2 separate regions of the Oncorhynchus kisutch genome follow, and region 1 is linked to region 2. The links are chromatin contacts, called in public Hi-C maps. All regions are on one chromosome and are shown on one strand. Each heading gives the region's core, a stretch centred on a gene start, on an enhancer-like site or on the middle of the called end of the contact. The rest is flanking DNA. Distances are from core to core; before and after follow the strand shown.

Evidence for each region. Hi-C and Micro-C count contacts between places; a contact is called where the count stands out from the background.
Region 1: a Hi-C map of muscle shows a contact between it and region 2, with 6 times the contacts expected there. The contact joins the promoter of LOC109865402 here to the promoter of LOC109865401 in region 2. A contact is called at or near these places in 2 of 2 Hi-C or Micro-C datasets (liver and muscle).

What each region holds. Positions count from the first base shown.
Region 1 is chrLG20:18,793,354-18,797,803 of Okis_V2, reverse strand. It overlaps LOC109865402 (thyroid hormone receptor alpha), which reads left to right and starts at 1,644. Exons shown (of 12, transcript XM_020453544.2): 1 at 1,644-1,996.
Region 2 is chrLG20:18,609,790-18,613,759 of Okis_V2, reverse strand. LOC109865401 (ATP-dependent RNA helicase DHX8) reads left to right here and starts at 1,716. Exons shown (of 22, transcript XM_020453543.2): 1 at 1,716-1,920; 2 at 2,296-2,381; 3 at 3,773-3,845. The coding sequence starts at 1,770.

The DNA of each region.
Region 1 (4,450 bases), core at 395-2,894, 180 kb before region 2:
TTTGTTCCGGGGGAAAACACTGTTGCTCAGTGTGATCAAACGGAAATGTGTAGGGTGCTGCCATCAAAGACAGCAACTCCCCATATCAAACCTCCCAGATCCCATCTGCTGTACATCAGTCAGGCACACACCATGTTGACAAGGGTTTAGCAACGAAGGATCCATCTTTATTCCCTCACACGGGTGATTTCAATCGATAGTTGATTCCATCCAATGTACATGTCACAAGTGCTAGCATTAAATGTTCTGAAAACATATCCTAATACACCTGATAGTGTGCTTTTCTCTAAACATATTTGTCTGGAAGATTAGATGATGTGACTGATGTTTGACTGAACCGAGCCAGTAAGCATACATTCTGCTCAGCCATGTCCATGCAGCTCTTAGATGAGATGGAAATGGGTGAAATAGACGGAATTTTTCTGAATCATCGTTGATGCCTTGGAAGCATATATCATCATGCCTCATGATTTCTCAAACCCTGTGCCATTTAATGTGTGAGTTCTCTCTAACAGCAGAAATAGCATAATTCTTATATATGAGCTCTTACCACCTAGGAAAGGATCCATATGCTATTTATGGAAATATCTGTCAGTCATGATATAAATGTTATAGTGCTCTGTTTAATGGGAAAAAGAGGGGGATTATTTAGGCCGAATGGAAGCAAAAGTCGTCATGTTTTAGCACGTCACATTAATATAAAGCAATGGGCAGGTTTGGAATCATCATCATTGGGGTCATGGTAAAATACATATTTTGGAAGTTATTAAATCAAATCCTTATATAAGCTAGCCAGTTTGTTGTCTCTAGGCAGTAACATGTGGAGCTCTTCCTACTGATACAATATGACAGAAAATGCAATCCACTCCCATATTGCTCTTGGATACGACCCAAACTTCTGCTTTGCAGACAGGCTTTCTCACATTATTAATAACAATTTCCCATCTGCTATCTGTAGAGTATTTAACATTGCCCAAGTGTTGAGCCCTGTCTCCAAGTCCTCCCTCAGCGTTCGGTCCAAAATATTGTCAGTCAGATGCGTAGGTTTTCAGGGTCCATACAAAACTGCTGTAGACTATAGAATACCTTCAAGGTGTATCATTATAAGCAGACAATAAGCATGGCATGTGATAATAATTGTTATATTTTATTAATAGCCTCATATTTTCATCTCATAGGTGTAATATATTTTAGGGTATTTAATAGTTTGATTGAAAATGGTTTTGTCTTATTGAGAAAAGCTCATGGTCCTCACCTAACCTCATCTCCCATCGGGTAAGGCAAGTCAGGTACTTGAGGTCTTTCATTCTTCTTTGTGAAGGGAGGAGCTGGACCGCGTCCTCGGTGAACCTAGCCTATATGAGGACGAGAATAACGCACCACGCCAGACTTGTATCAGTGTGAATGCCAGGGGATGCTCAACATCTCCACACTAGGTTACATTCATTCTCATGGTCTCACATTCAAAGCGAATATTGCTACTTTTAAATACGTTTTTAGAATCAGAGGTAGATGTGTTTGTACTTTACAGTGTTAGTCCTGTAGAGAGTGGTAGTCCTGTAGAGAGCGGTAGATAGCTAGTTTTATTAAATTGTTTTATGCGGGCCCAGAGCATTGCATTGGCCCAGAGCAGTGTGCGCCCCATACTGTACATATGCGGAGGGAGGAGCAATAGTATATCTCTTGATTCCATTTCCCTGTCGTGGCAGCCTACCGAAACGTTACTGGAGCACCTTTTTACACACACCTCATGGGAAATCCCAAATAACGAGCACCTTGTGACTTTGTTTAAGTGCAAATTAGGAACCGCACGAGACGTTTTGACGGCAAGCGGCGCTTTGCAGAGGAATTTTTTTAAATAGAAAAGCCCGGTACCGTGCAGTTGCATACCCTACCACTCCACTTGCGCTTTATACGGAGAGGCTTTGACTTTTTCATCCTCGTTTCAGTCTCAAAACAACCGTATTCCCGTCCAAAACAGTAGAAGAACCTGACGGTGAGTCTCATTGGCACATATTTACTTTCAAACGTGTTCTACCCACCTTGCATGTCGCATTTGTGCGTATTTTTCTGTCCAAGCTAGCCCCAGTAGCTGCATGGTTTGACAGATCAGCAGCGTTATGCGTTATGTAGGCTACAGTATAGCTTCACCTTGGCCTCCTACAGTTTGCGTGCTAAAATATAATTCGCCGCAATTACTGTTGTACTGTTGTAGTGTTTATTTAATTTATTGTCTGATGTAGTTGTCGATGCAGATAGTCCGTGTGCAATGTGTTCACATAATCAACTGAGGGGCCTAACTTGTATTTATTAATTTATGATACTACACACACACACACACACACACACACACACACACACACACACACACACACACACACGCACACACACACGCACGCACGCACGCACGCACGCACGCACGCATCTGTCTATTATTGTGCAGGTTGTGTGGCTTTGTGTGTAGGAGGTTCAAATATTATTTTAGCAAGTGTCTTATTGTTCAAATCTGGTGCAGGTATGTTTGTAGCACAGTTGCAGCAAATAGTTTGGCTAACTGCCAACTTCTAAGGTTTACAGTACAAATGACATATCACATTTGCTATGATACCGCAGAAATGATACCGCAGAATGAAATGGATCATTCTAGGACTATAGCTCCATGAATATTGATTTCTGACAGTCATAGGGCATACCAACAATATGGGCCTGGGAAATATCATGGAACACATGACAGTTATGCACAGCCATATCATTTAGTCTTGTTTGGGAAATTCCTGTGTAATGTCAATAGCTTGGTACAACGTTACTTACTATTCTATTATAATAAATGTGTCTGTTTTCTTAGCGCTGTCATACAGTAATGTCCATTTAAATGTTGCCTGGCTATCCAAACTCTATGCTCTGGCCAAACGCAACACCACGCCCATGGACATTAAAGTTTCTTCTCCTCAATCAGTCAATAGTGTACAACTGCAGCCCGCAATTCGGGGCGTTCCTGCATGTGGTCATTCCTGGCTCTGCAGGAATGCCCCCCCCCCCCCCCCCCCCCCCCCCCCGAGCAAATCCATTCTAGACCGTCTGATTGGTCCCAGAAACGGATGGGTTGGGCCAGACCCAGAACACACATGGGTAAAGCGGCGTTTTGAAAATGTGTCATTGGTTTTGATACTCTGATTGGTTCGAAATGATCCAATCACTGATGGCTTTGTTTTTGCACACATGGGGACCATTTTTAGTAGCCTAGGGTCCAGGAAAAATGTGGCCTTTTATAAACGGATTTCATGCAATTATACATCATTGTGCATGACTGGATACGTTTGTAATACGGCACAACTGATGGAAATGACAGGCTACTTTGACACTGACCATCTGAGAATCTGAGATCAATAAAAACAACCTTGTCTTGAATCCATCAGTAGCCTGGGCCTAGGTGTGTGTGGAGACACACATATTGTACAATATGACAAGAAAATTGTAGTCCTAAAAAAGCTTTTCAGTTTCACTGACTTGCCCAATAATGCACAGCTCGCTATGCGCTCGTGCCAAAGCCTACTTCTCTCTTGTTTTACATAAAACAATGTTTGCTCAATAGGCCTATTTGGAAGTTGATTAAATATTAAGGTAGCTTAAAGCAGACAGATTAGAGTCTTCTCTCTTCAGCAGGAGCCATTTTGCTTTCCAACCACATCTAGGCAATAAAAAACAAAAAGCTATTGATCCTCTGTGGCTACATTATAGGACTACTCTGGTACAGTAGGCTATTCTGAAAATGTCATTTCTTTCTGAACAGACAGCAGTAATTCTAGAACTTTGGCACATATATTTACATTTATCAGGGGTGCTGCAGCACCTCCAGCAACTTTCCCGCAGCTAAGGAAATTATTAAGTGCTATCAGCCAACCAGGCCGAATATTGATGGTGATGTAAATCAAGTGTTAATCAAATGTTATGCTGCTGTGGCAGTACTGTTGATATTTAAACTAATTAGCTTGCTACTCGCGCTCGACCGGGCGTGCACAATCTCCATTAAGGGCAGACCAATGGACGGGGTGGGGGTGGCGAACTTGACGATGTCACAACGACTTGGGGGCAGTGGGTTCAGAACAACGCCATACAAGTGGTAGGGCAAATATCAGGGATACTGATAGCTGTTTACATTTGGGAGGGAGATATTTCCCAGCTCTATGATAAAACCTAATACATCGAGTCCTTTGACTTTCATCCAGATTTCCACCTACACATGAATCATTACCAAGGTGTTTAAAACTCTGTCTTCTTTGCCTCTGTTGATTAGCCTTGGCCCTTGGCCAAATCAGACATTACACCATAAACATGTTTCTGAAAGCAAATAAACCCCGTGTGGGATTTGGAAAGTTTCTGTATGCCAATCATGTGTAACTCAGCCTCCTACATCTTGGGTTCCGTCACTTTCAGATGGGATGATAAAGGG
Region 2 (3,970 bases), core at 467-2,966:
ACATTTGATTTGAAGTAGTACATCCAATCACCGATTTGAAGAATGACTATAATTAAGGTCAGGTAGCAGTGTTGACCCCATTCAGAATGATAGAAAAAAATGTGCTCATGAAACAGCCAACAAGGCAGCATCCTAATTTATAAGTCACTGAGGCTGCTATTGCATCTGATCAGCCTTTCAGGAATAGAGCTTACCCACTGGATCATATGCATCAGCCTATAAGGCACTTTTAACGGCTAATATGCCTGCAAGGAGCTTTTCCCATGAAACAGCCTACAAGGCAGCATTGTGACTTATCAGCCTCTAAAGCTGCTATTGAGCCTGCTCAAACTCTGAGGCTGAAAGCTAATCTAATCAGCCTGCCAGGAATGGAGTTCTGTACATGTAAATATTACCCAGAAAACAGGAAGTGCCCATTATAATTATGCACATATCAGTTATGCAAGCTCACAGCCAGCAAAAAATAACTAGCTAACTAACACGATTACCTAGCTAACTGCTAGCTCACAAGACTAGCTAGCCAAGTGAGCTTCTAGCTAACAAACAGTCCGTGTAATATCAGTATAAAGTTGACTTAATTTTGAAAGATGCTAGCTATATTACATGTTTTACTCTATGCTTCAGCTTTCTGGATATGTTTGAACGTGGCTTGATGGCTCGTCGTTCCTTCATTCGATTGGTTCTGGTCTTGAGGGCGGCACGCAGCCTTGGAAACATTGTCACCTGTCAGGCGCTGTTCAGGGCTTAAATGCTCCACGAGCGTCCAGCTCGGGAATGGTTTTAGCACCACCAGGCGACAAAATTGAAGAACTACACCACACATAGTAATTTCCGGCAGAATCGGAAATGGTGTCATACTCCATCAAAAAAAGTAATAGCAGCATGGCAGCAGCACCAGCTATCCACGCTAAGACTGGTGATCGGATATTGCCTTCAAAATAAAAGTAAACGGTAAAACGCTAATGCATGTGATACAATATCAATATTTTTGTTGCAGCTTTACAGAGCATAATGTTAAAATTATGTTAAAGAAACTATAACTACACGGGGGGAAAATGTAAACTAAAGAGAATTGTATTTTGGTTGTATTGCACAAACAACTTGCACTGTACAGGAAAAACAATATATTTTTTTCTCCATAAAACCAGGGTCCAGTCTACTCTCTAAAGTCCCTAGAATACAAGAGTTTGAACAAAAAGTTATGTCATAGGAAGTGTTGCAGGACTTTTACTGTGGTCTAACAGCTTGCAGTGGGGTGCCTGGACAATGTGGTACAATGCAAATCATTGTATATGCATTTACACATGGGCTTATAATAATTTTAAAAAACGATTATAGGTAGGGTCAGTAGAATCCATATATGGTGTCATTTCATGGGGCACTGAATGGAGTTTTGCTGGCTTTTTACTCCACCAAATCATGGAATACATTTAGCCTAAAAGAGCAAAAAATATTCTAGGTGGCTATGTAAAAGTTTTGTAGGGAATATAATATATTATTATATTTCATGCACAGTTATTTGCATTGGAGGCATTTATTTGACCCTGGGACATGTTTTAAAACACATTAAATCAAATGTCACTTAAAAATGAGCAAATATGAATAATTTTTAATTTTCAGAGAAGTATTTTTCATATTTCATGAATAAATACAGGTTATTGACACTGCTATACTATTACGTGGGGACTCTTATTTGACACATTTACAAACTTCAGTGACCCGGAAGTACTTTTTTAGTGTTGCTGACGAGACACTTACCAAAAAAATGAATGCTGCTGTTTTCTTCTGAATACAAAACAGTCTCTTGGATAATGTCACACATCGGCGATAACGAGCTAGAACAACTGGAATACCTCTCGTTGGTATCCAAAGTGTGCACAGAACTCGACAACCATTTGGGGATAAGTGATAAAGATCTAGGTTTGTAAAACTGAACTTTCAATATAATATTTGTTAGTTGGCAATACAATGGCTAACAGCTAGCGACGCGTTAGCTAGCAGCAACTCGATATCATCTGTCCAGTTGTTATCTTCCCGGGTAAACCAGCTAGCTATTAAACTAGCTAATGATTCTCACCAGCGTAGCTAAGTTAGGTAACTAACTAGTAAACCGTGGAGTTGAGTTTATTTTAGTCAGCTAATAACGTTACTAACAACGATGCGAACTTTCTCGCTGCCCCTAGCTGACATGCTAATAGTAGCCATCTTAGCGAGCAAATCAAAGCTACACTCGAAATGTTTAGGACTAGTTAACGTTACTTGGCTAATGTGGTTATTTTCTTTGCTGTTTTACAGCTGAGTTTGTCATCAGCCTTGCTGAAAAGCAACCAACATTTGATGGATTCAAATCACTTCTGCTGAAAAATGGAGCAGAATTCACAGTAAGTTTCTCCAGTTTTCAAATCGACACATTCTTCTCTCCCCTGATCCTTAGTGTAAAAGAGAAAGTAGTGCACAGTTGTCTGGCAATATATCTGGTAAATTAATGGTTAATAAACAACTCTAAGGAGGGGGTCTATAATTATTTATTTTTTAATCTGAAAAGTACAATTGAGAATCAAGAAAATGTAATGTTCTGAGTCCATGTCAATGCTTAAATATTGTTTTAGGTCTGATTATTGTGTGTAATTCCACTTTAATTGAGCATCTGGCCCTTTAATTGCGCATCTAGCAAGTAAGGAATGTGCCATCTGTGCCGGTTTAGTGATGGTTCTGTACAGCTGCTGCTCATTTCATGGCAAAGTTTGCAAATAACAAGAAATATATATAAAACAATATGCTTACTCATGATATACTTCTGCCATACAAATTATATACACTACCTTTCAAAAGTTTGGGATCCCTTAGAAATGCCCTTGTTTTTGAAAGAAAGACCAAGAAAAATGGTGTCCATTTGAAATAACATCAAATTGATCAGAAATTCAGTGTAGACATTGTTAATGTTATAAATTACTATTGTAGCTGGAAACAGCAGATTTTTTAATGGAATATCTAAATAGGCGTACAGCGGCCCGTTATCAGCAAACGTCACTCCTGTGTTCCAATGGCACATTGTTAAGCTAATTGATCATTAGAAAACCATTTTGCCATTGGAACACAGGGGTGATGGTTGCGTTAATGGGCCTCTGTACGCCTATGTAGATATTCCATAAAAAAATATCCAGCTACAATAGTCATTTACAACATTAACAATGTCTACACTGTATTTCTGAACAATTTGATGTTATTTTAATGGACAGAAAATGTGCTTTTCTTTCAAAAACAAGGACATTTCTAAGTGACCCGAAAACTTTTGAACTGTAGTGTACATCTGCCAGGTAAGCCGACTTTGCAATTAACAGTTAATTGACAAGACTTTGGGGAAAGTATTTCTGTCAACCCACATCAACTGGCTACACACAGAGTGATAGACAAACACATGCACCACACAGACAGACGCGGGCAATATTGCTGGATATTAATTGGTAGATATTGTGTTAGATTTGGCTTTTTAAGCCAGTAGTGGCTAACCAGGGTTGGGATAATGTCAACGTTGCTTTGATTAGATAGTAGCTGGGAGCTTACGGGGTCTGATATTTGTGAGATTTGATTATGACAGTTGTGTGGTGGAACACGTGAAAATTGCATCTACTTTCAGAATTGTTTGGTGAGCTACTCATAGTTGGGCTGTGAGCTACTGGTAGCTCGCGATTGACCTGTTGGAGACCCCTGATCTAGATGGATGTTTATGGAACTGATATGTAGACGTAACATTTATTTTTCCATCTTTCAGGATTCACTCGTCGGCAATTTGCTCAGACTTATTCAAACGATGCGGCCTCCACCAAAGGCATCTTCAAGCAAAGGTATGTGAGCTGTATTCCACCTGTATCCTCTGATGTGATGTGTGCTTTTCACTTAGCGCACATTTTTGAAGGTATGGGCTATGTGCACTCGGTGTACAAAACATTAAGAGCCCCTTCCTAATATT